3 separate regions of the Sus scrofa genome follow, and regions 2 and 3 are each linked to region 1. Evidence: chromatin contacts called from public promoter capture Hi-C data. All regions are on one chromosome and are shown on one strand. The core of a region is the stretch at or near the end of the contact, and the rest is flanking DNA. Distances in the headings are between cores, read along the strand shown.

Region 1 (3,018 bases), core at 332-2,831:
AAACTGTATTATTTTGAAACAAAAAGAAGTCTTTCATGAAGTGTTAAGTTGTAAATTCCTTAGAAAGAGAGGCAATTTCTACATGGAGTAAGGTGGGCATCAAGCTCTATCAGCCAGAAGCCAAAATCCTGGTGGAAGGAATGAAAAGACGGTGATTTAAACACACACACACTTGTACCACAGAAACTAAAGGATGTAAGGAAAATGTTATTGGATCAAATCAACTTATTACATATTATACCTGTTTCAGTCTTTAAACTGATCAAGTTTTGATATATAACACTGAATAGGCAGAGTTCTAAGGGCGTCCTCAAAATTTGTGGCCTCCAGGGAGCCTATCCTATAGAATCCCTCCACTTTAGTGTGGCCAGAGTAGTGATTATTAGGAGTTATCACTTTGAGGATTAAGTTCATCAAAGAGGAAATTATCTGACTGGGTCTGACCTAATCACTTGAGCCTTTAAAAGGGACCTCCCAGAAGTCAGAGACTGGAAGCCTGAGATTTATGGAAGGGCTACCTGGCAAAAGCACAAGACTGGCCTCTGCCAACAGCTGGCAAGCCAGTGAGGACATCAGTCCAAGAACAAGGATATTAAGTCTACCAAGAACCAAGGGCCTCAGAAGAGGACCCCTGATTTTAGGTAAGATCCCACTTGCAGACAAATACCCTTATTTCAAACTTGTGAAGACTACAGTAGAGAACTCACCTATGCCACGCCATGCTCCTGACTGAAGGACTGATAATAAATGGGTGTTGTTTTAAGCCACTCATTTGTGGTAATTTATTATGCAGCAATAGAAAACTAATACACTCAGGCATTTTTTCATACAATTAAATAACATTATGTAAGGTGGTTAAGTTTTTCAGATTTCATTTTACATTTTTTCTACCCACTTTAAGAATAAACTTGTTTCAAAACAACTGACATGCACATTAGTTGCGCGCTATCTCTTTAGTACTTCTCATCCTAACAATAAAATTCAAAATTCACGGAAAAGTTCTTCAGTGTTGAAAGGCCTTTTTGGTGAAGTGACCTTACTCCTGACCAGTCGCCGAAGGATGGCGGGGTGCAGAGTGCAAGCTGGACCATCAGAGACAGCCTCAGGCTGCCCCCAGACTGAGCCTAGCAGAGGGTCGGGGTGAGGAGTAGACGTGAGCTTTGCCCAGAACAGACAAGGGAAAGAAGAATGGACGCAGTTCATCCCTTTAATCCCTAAACCAATTTCTCAGGAAAAGCCGCGCGCCCACAAGTAATCAGGGTCTCTAATAAAACTGTGGTGCGCACGCAGTAGCTTTAGAAACTCCCAAAGCATCTGAGGAGTTCCGCCCGCCCACTAAGAATCACTGGGGCTACTTAAGGTACAGCTAGCAGACAGATCGGAGCATTTTCAAAATATCTTTCAAACTCAGGAGTTGTGCTCCTTACCCCTTCTGCCTGAAGACTCAAGGCGCGGCCACTAAAACCGCGATATACCGTCTTTGCCGCAAGCCCCCAGCTAGCCAACCAACTACCGCAGGAGTTCCACAAGGAACCCACCGCGACGCAACGACTCAACAGCGTGAGCACGTCCACCCACTGCGCAGGCGCGAAGAGCGGCTACGCGAGGAAGGAGAAAACAAGCCAGACCCCGTGGTGTAAGGGCGGGGCCTAAAGGCTCGTTGCGCCTGCGCGAAAGAGTCGACGGCGTCCTGCGTCGTTACTTTTGAAACCGGTGGCGGGGAACTACTCTGGAAGTCACTGGTGTGGCTGGTTGCCGCGTGAAAGCGCGTCTCTTCATCCGTGGGCCTGGCCATGGCGCTGCAGCTCTCCCGGGAGCAAGGCATTACCCTGCGCGGGAGCGCCGAAATCGTGGCGGAGTTCTTCTGTAAGTCCTTCTCGCGCAGGCCGGAGAGCGGGGAGAACTGTGCCCAGGCCGCCAAGTAGGCCCGCGGCTCGGTACGGTGGCGGGGAGAACCCATTGGGTCAGAGCGGACGCGAATCCGAGCCCTCTCAGTCTCAGCGTACTGCCAGGCAGGAGGGATCTGGAAGAGGCGGATGCAGGCGCCTCTTCCGGATGCGTTGCTAATGGTGGAGGAGGCGGCCTAGGTTCTGCTGAGGCCTGCCTGGCGATATAACCGCTTAGCCGGGAGCAAACCCCATACCCACCCCGAGGTGAATCAGGATTGACGGTAATGGGCTAGACTTGGGGAGGCGTTCTTCTGGACCAGGCCAGTTGCACCTTCTGATAGAACCTGGCAGGACTTGTGAGAAGAAAAGGAGGAAAAAAAGGAGAGGATTGCCTGGGCGTTGGACGACTCAGTTGCTTCTTTTGACATCCTCTAACCATAAAGTCTGAATTTAGAATTGTTTTACAATGAAATGAAATTTGGCACTGGTAGATAAATGCAGTTTGCCATGTTTCTTTTATTGCCACTTAAATGCAGATACCACTTTTTTGTTTAGAAGCAAAATTTTAAAGCTTTTTAATTTCACTTTGTACCTTTGAGCAAAACACAAACGCGTGTTTAAACATTTACAGCTTTACACCATTAATGAAACCATAGCCACATGACTAAATATGTTTTATTTCTCAGAATTACAAAATGAAAATGACTTTTAACATTTCTTTTGTTTTCAGCGTTTGGCATCAACAGCATTTTATATCAGCGTGGCATATATCCATCTGAAACCTTTACTCGAGTACAGAAATACGGACTTACCTTGCTTGTAACTACTGATCCTGAGCTCATAAAATACCTAAATAATGTGGTGGAACAACTAAAAGGTATTTCATTGTTGGAAACAGTTTTGAGTTTTGCCAGCATTCTAGGATCCATTTTCTAGCAGCTTGCTGGTCATTTTTCATCTGTATACCTGGTGGTGTAAAACACACTACCATCTCAAATATAGTGAAATAACTGGGAGGAAGAAAATAAATCAAAAAGAAGTCCCATCTTTACCCCATTTTGAGTGGGCTGAATATTTTCATGTTAGGAACGCGATACGGCTTAATGAAACAATTCCCATCAACTCCTTT
Region 2 (3,018 bases), core at 195-2,694, 420 kb after region 1:
GGGACAGCTGGGAGCCTCTGTGCCAGATGCTGTTCCAAGAGGATGGGCAGCCAGACTCTGTATTATTATTCATTCTGTGTCACAGTCTCCTACTGGGTTGTAAGTGCCTTAAGTTTTGTTTGTGGAGGTTTGTCTCCCTGTGATGCTAAGGGTGTGCTCCTCGAACAGGTGCTCTGTCTTTTGTTACCAAAGGCAGGAGCTAAGAACTTATCAGTGATTTTTATTTACAGAGTAAGAAATAAGATGGCATTACATAACCTTAATAAACCTAATGCTAATTTTTCCTAACCATCAAGAAAACAAAATTTTCAAGAAATTGAAGAAAAGAATTAGGTTTCGTGATAAAGTGAGAAAAAGAATGTATATATGTATGTGTGACTGGGTCACCTTGCTGTACAGTAGAAAACTGACAGAACACTGTAAACCAGCTATGATGGAAAAAATAGAAATCATTTTTAAAAGAGAATTAGGTTTCTATTGATTTAAAAAGTAATTTAAATACTTCTGCTTCTCTGTGTCAGTACCTTTGAGTCTGAATTTGTAATCTCTGCCAATTGCTTACCTGGATTTCGTCTGACTCCCATTGTTGGCATAATGATGATGATAAGAATAATAAGTTGTTTTTGTTATTACTATCATTATCAACATCACTTTAAAAGAGATTTGGACAAAGGTATGTTTGCCAGTGTACTTCTTTCCCTTCATAACTACCTTTTCATTTTTCTTATCTTCACTATAGCTTATTTTCTCTTCTTGAAACTTTTGCTGTCCATGAAATATTTGTGGTTTTAAAGTAGTTTCGTTAACCTAAATCCTGCACGTAAAATCTTTTCCTAAGATTCCACCAAGATAATATGTATGAAGTCGGAATCCAGGAGTATCCTAGGTCTGATTAGTATGACATTCTGCAGGCCTTCACAGATTATCATTTGAGGCTCAGTAAATGTTCAGTCTGAAGTTCATCTCTTCCTGCTACTATTGTCATGTCCCTTCCATTCTTTTTTCATATATATATATATAAAACACTGGATATATAGTTAGTACCTGATTTGACCAAATTCGTCTTCATCTAAAATATACAGCAAAAAAAGGAGACTAAAATATCTTGGCCAGGAATGAGGCCACAACTTCAGGAGTCTTTGTGGAGTCACTCGTGCTCATTTGAAACCACTGTCCTGGAAGCAATTCAGGCACATAGGGAGAGAGGGATGGAAGGTAGGAAAAGACTGGAACTTTGAGAACTCAGAACAGTGGATGTTTTTCCTGAGGCACATATTTTACTTTGAAATGTCTCCCGCTATTAGACTTTCCTGTTTTTCAGTTCATGATCTTACAGTTAATAGGCATATCCTTAAAGCTGGAGTAAATTTCCATAACCTGACCCTCTGCTGAATTCATCCCCATCACCAGGGAACACAGGACAGTTCCTGAGGGAAAGACATGCTCTGTTCTGTTTTCCCGACACCAGCACTGGCATTGCACTTATGAACCCTCTGACCTCGGGTTAATGTTTTATGTTCAACCTATTAAGCAAGAAACTAGAGAAAAAGCTGGGAAAACAGTGTGAATTCAGAAACGTTTTAATTTAACAAAGTGGCATAAAGGACCTCAAAGCAGAAAAAAGAAGAGAAAAGAGCTTAATAAAATTATTCTAAGCCTGCTCAATTTTTCCTTTGGTCTGAAATATGTAAAATATTGTTCTATTGGAATGAACAGATTAAGTAAATAATTGAGGAAGTAAAATAAGCACTAGACTAGTCGTTCTACAATCTGATGAGAAAATAAGACATGGGGAAAATTCATATGCGTTTTACATTATATGTTATAAAAATCAACATACCCATTAACAGTGGTAATAAAATACTATGACATTTTAAAACTTGTTTTAGACAGTTGAAGTATTGTGGGTCCTTTTTCTTTTTTCAAAAAACTTCAACAACAGTAACTACCAAAGTTGCAAATCATCGAATATGTTTAAACCTGCATATTCCAATTAAGATGTACATCTTGTGCTCTAATTTCAGACTGATATTTTTCTCTTGTAATCATCTATGTGACTCTGTTTTGCCTATGTTTCTTCACGGCGCGGAAAGAACTCATCTCTGTTATTTCTACAGGGATCGTGATACAAACAGAATCAATTACATGTATGCTCAGTATGTCAAAAATACTATGGAACCACTGAATATCCCGGACGTCAGTAAGGATAAAAGATTTCCCTGGACAGTAAGTAACCCAATTTTAGACTTAAGGCTTGAAAACTGTTTTCCCATCAGGTCTGCACTTATGATTATTACTCTTAACTGAAGGACTGGCTGTAGAGTTGGCTCTTTGGGAGTGATCTGTGCTTTCCCTACTGGTAAGAGGGAGAATAAAACAGTTTATAACATCTGTTGAGAGGTGATGAGCTCTACTTTAGTATTTTTCTCTATACTTTTAAAAATATGTATTAATGAATTGTCATAAACTAATTTTGAGGTAATTTAACTATTACCTACTGAATATCAATGACATTCTTTAGATAAGCATTGCTAGAGTTTTGAGTTTATTTTCAAAAATTAAGTTCCATGTGGCTTGAATGTCCGTCATTGGTAATCTGCCATGGTGAACAGCTCTGTGGAAAATTGAAAATCTGTTTTCTTTTGCGAACAAAGCTAAAAAGATCAGTTTCTCAGATACTGAAAACTTTGAATTCGAGTATTTTTTTTTCATCTCACTTCAGAAAAGCATTGCACCTTGAGGCAGCTGCCTTGAATTTGTTACTTGTGTATCTAGGAGACGTTTGTAAAACTTTAGCAATCTGCACAATTGATACAGTGTTAAACTATAGAAGGATAGATCTGTAACATGTAGTATCCTAGGTGATATAATGCTTTGGCTTCTGCTCCACTTGTTATGTGAGATACCTGCTACACAAGGATAGAAACTGAATAAATATTTTATTCAGTATTACTGTAAGCTGCTTAGAAAGTTTAAAATGAAAAAGGAATATATATATTATTTTTAATAAATACTAAT
Region 3 (3,018 bases), core at 291-2,790, 400 kb after region 1:
AAACTTTTAAGAGTGTACATTTCTTACTGCCACAAAAAGTTCTTGGGTGTGGACAGATCTCTTCATATCGAGCAAAGGGCAGAGGAAAAGATGGACAGATATATTAACCAGTATTCCGATGCGAATTGTCCACCAAGTACATCACCCTAAAAACATTTGATCCCTCTGACACTTCTCCCATTATTTTCAGCAGCGTTGTGTCCACCAAGCAGTGAGTACATTCGGAACAATGCAATGTACTGAAGCTTCCGTAAGGCATAAGACATAAATCATGTCCTTAGAAAACAATCTAGTTGGGGATTTAATATGTGAGTAGAAAATGAGGTTAAAGATGAGAATACCTCATTGTCAGATGTATGGTATACACAGCTGCTACACAGAGTTACAGAGGAGTTTGAAGAGAAGCTTTTTGGATACTCAGCCTCAGTGGAGAAAGCGGAAGGTGATATTTCAAGGAAGGACATGAACAAAGGTCATTGTTGCATTTTAATTCAAAGACTCATGTAAGTCATTTTAGTTTAAATTGAGTGTATGGAATCTGAGTCTTCAATTTTCATCCTGTAGATGGATGGATGAAGTCATTAAAAGCTTTGAGTAATGAGATAATCTGTATGTGCAAAGCAGTATTCCAAGAAGATAAATTTGGTATAAGTGTCACAGATGGACTGAAGGCAAGAAAACAATTAGCAATGAGGTGTCAGGGCTTTGAAAGAAAGTAAGGATTTAGATGGTGAAACGCAAGATACTATATGCATGAGGAAGAGTGAAAAAGGAACGGGAGCATGCGAGAGTAATTCTAATGGAATGTATTCGTTTCTTATTGCTGCTCTTAAAAACTACTGGAAATTTAGTGACTCAAAACAACACAAATAAATGTATTACAGTTTTGGAGATCAGAGTCCAAAACAGTTCTCAGTGGAATCTCTAAGGAAGGATCTATACTCTTACCTTTTCCTGCTTCCGTGGGCTGCTCACATCACTTGGCTTATGGCCGCTTCCTCATCTTCACAACCTGCAGGTGCATTTTGAAATCTCTGACTCTGACTCTCTTATCTTCCACTGTCGATTATAAGGATTCTTGTGATGACATTGGGCCCACCCAGATGATTCAGAATAATCCTCCCATCTCCAGGTCCTCAGTCACATCTGCAGGTTTGTTTTGTCATTTAGGCAGCATAATCATAGATTCCAGGGATTAAGATGTAGACATCTTTGGAGGCCATTATTTTGCCTACCACATGGAATATGACCATAATTTGCTGATTGCCTAAGATTTGGAAGCGAGGTGAAAAAGCCCAGATTGGTCATGTGAACCCTCTCCATTTCATTTTGTCTGTGAAATAGGGGTGGGCAAGAGGATGGGGGTGGGATTCCCTTCCAAGCACAACACTGACTAGAATGTCAGCTCTGTGAGTTACAGGGAGTTATATCTGTCTTGTTCACTACTGTGTTGTCTTCATTGTCTAGAACAGTGACTGGTACGTACTAGGTGCTCATTAATTAGTTGTTGAATAAAATGTATTTGTTACCAAATGAATGAACAAGTTCAGGAAAAGTTTGACAGGAGCACTGGGGAGAATTCTCCACTGGCTCCTGTCTACGTGAGTTCTCATCTGCTTGGTGAAGTAAGGTTTTCGGCTCAAATCATAGATGCTTTAGAATCCTGTCATTGTAATAGAGACATTCTGTGTATGGGGGAGAGGGTAGTTAAGATTTGAGGATCCTGTTCCTTTTCCCCCTGCTGATCATACCCTGGTATGAGACACAGGGAAATGTATTGGGATTGACGTGTGGCCTCAGTAAGGGTCCGGGGCAGCTGCTGATTGAAGAAGGAACTGCTCACTGTGGCAATGATCACTTGCCCCTGAAGCGACCAGCTGTCACATTCCTCACTGCTCACCCAGTGAAAGTCAAGTCTTGGCCTTTGCATTCCTAAAAGAACACTTGACCTTGTGAGGACATAATATTCATTTACGCTATGAAATGTGCCAGTGAAACAGAAAACAGGGAAGTTTCTTTGTGCTTTAAAAGAAAAAATAGCATAGAGCATTGGTGTCTGAGGGTCCCTGCATGTAGCCAGAAGGAAGGCAGAAGTGATTGGGCTTCTGATACGGAAGCTAACATTTTGGGGGGCTTTGTCTTTCAGATATGAGGTCTGACAAATGCTTGCCATAAAAGCTGTCTTTGAAAACTGACATTTAAAAACCTATGGTTAGCAGTTCATTACTTGAAGAAAATACATTGATTGGTTTAAAGGAGCAAATAGATGGTAGAAGAAGGAAAGACTCTATCGACACACAGAGGGCAGGGGTGCTAGTTTTGCTTAGATCCTTGAAATTCAGAACATCAAAGTCTTTAGTCTTTCACTGTCTTGTTGTTTTTCTTTCTTTTCTTTTCTTTTCTTTTTTTTTTTTTTTTTTTTTTTTTTTTTTTTTTTTTTTTTTTTTTTTTGTCTTTTTGCCATTTCTTGGGCCGCTCCCGCGGCATATGGAGGTTCCCAGGCTAGGGATCTAATCGGAGCTGTAGCCGCCAGCCTACGCCAGAGCCACAGCAACGCAGGATCCGAGCTGCGTCTGCGACCTACACCACAGCTCATGGCAACGCCAGATCCTTAACCCACTGAGCAAGGGCAGGGATCAAACCTGCAACCTCATGGTTCCTAGTCGGATTCATTAACCACTGTGCCACGACGGGAACTCCTGTTTTTCTTTCTTTCTTTTTTTTTTTTTTTTTGGTCTTTGTCTTTATAGGGCTGCACTGGCGGCATATGGAGGTTCCTAGGCTAGGGGTCTAATCAGAGCTGTTGCTGCTGGCCTACACCACAGCCACAGCAATGCCAGATCCTTAATCCACTGAGCGAGGCCAGGGATCTGAACCCGAAACCTCATGGTTTCTAGTCGGATTCGTTCTGTGCCACGACGGTAACTCTCATCTTTCACTGTCTTATGTTACCTTGGATAGACATTACACCCTTTCTTTGATTTTTATATATTGTTTTCATCAGTGATGTTTTAAAAA

Evidence for each region. Promoter capture Hi-C pulls out the DNA fragments that hold promoters and counts their contacts.
Region 2: a contact with region 1 is called in a promoter capture Hi-C map of liver, with 5 times the contacts expected there. The contact joins the enhancer-like site here to the promoter of MAD2L1 in region 1. A contact is called at or near these places in 3 of 5 promoter capture datasets (fetal skeletal muscle and liver) and 6 of 47 Hi-C or Micro-C datasets (adipocytes, embryonic fibroblasts, fetal heart ventricle and 3 more).
Region 3: a contact with region 1 is called in a promoter capture Hi-C map of fetal skeletal muscle, with 2.7 times the contacts expected there. The contact joins the enhancer-like site here to the promoter of MAD2L1 in region 1. A contact is called at or near these places in 3 of 5 promoter capture datasets (fetal skeletal muscle and liver) and 6 of 47 Hi-C or Micro-C datasets (adipocytes, embryonic fibroblasts, fetal heart ventricle and 3 more).

The regions. Positions count from the first base shown.
Region 1 is chr8:103,925,777-103,928,794 of Sscrofa11.1, forward strand. It overlaps MAD2L1 (mitotic spindle assembly checkpoint protein MAD2A), which reads left to right and starts at 1,582. Exons shown (of 5, transcript XM_003129223.4): 1 at 1,582-1,866; 2 at 2,620-2,766. The coding sequence starts at 1,794.
Region 2 is chr8:104,346,222-104,349,239 of Sscrofa11.1, forward strand. PDE5A (cGMP-specific 3',5'-cyclic phosphodiesterase) reads left to right here. Exons shown (of 22, transcript XM_021101648.1): 8 at 2,118-2,226. Among named protein-coding and RNA genes, the nearest start is that of PDE5A, 77 kb to the left of the region's middle. Within about 2 kb of position 1,445, at least 4 of the 83 cell types and tissues checked have an H3K27ac peak or open chromatin away from gene starts, as enhancers often do. A contact at or near this core is called in liver, where this site is marked.
Region 3 is chr8:104,321,086-104,324,103 of Sscrofa11.1, forward strand. The region is part of intron 3 of PDE5A (cGMP-specific 3',5'-cyclic phosphodiesterase); the gene reads left to right. Among named protein-coding and RNA genes, the nearest start is that of PDE5A, 52 kb to the left of the region's middle. Within about 2 kb of position 1,541, at least 3 of the 83 cell types and tissues checked have an H3K27ac peak or open chromatin away from gene starts, as enhancers often do. A contact at or near this core is called in fetal skeletal muscle, where this site is marked.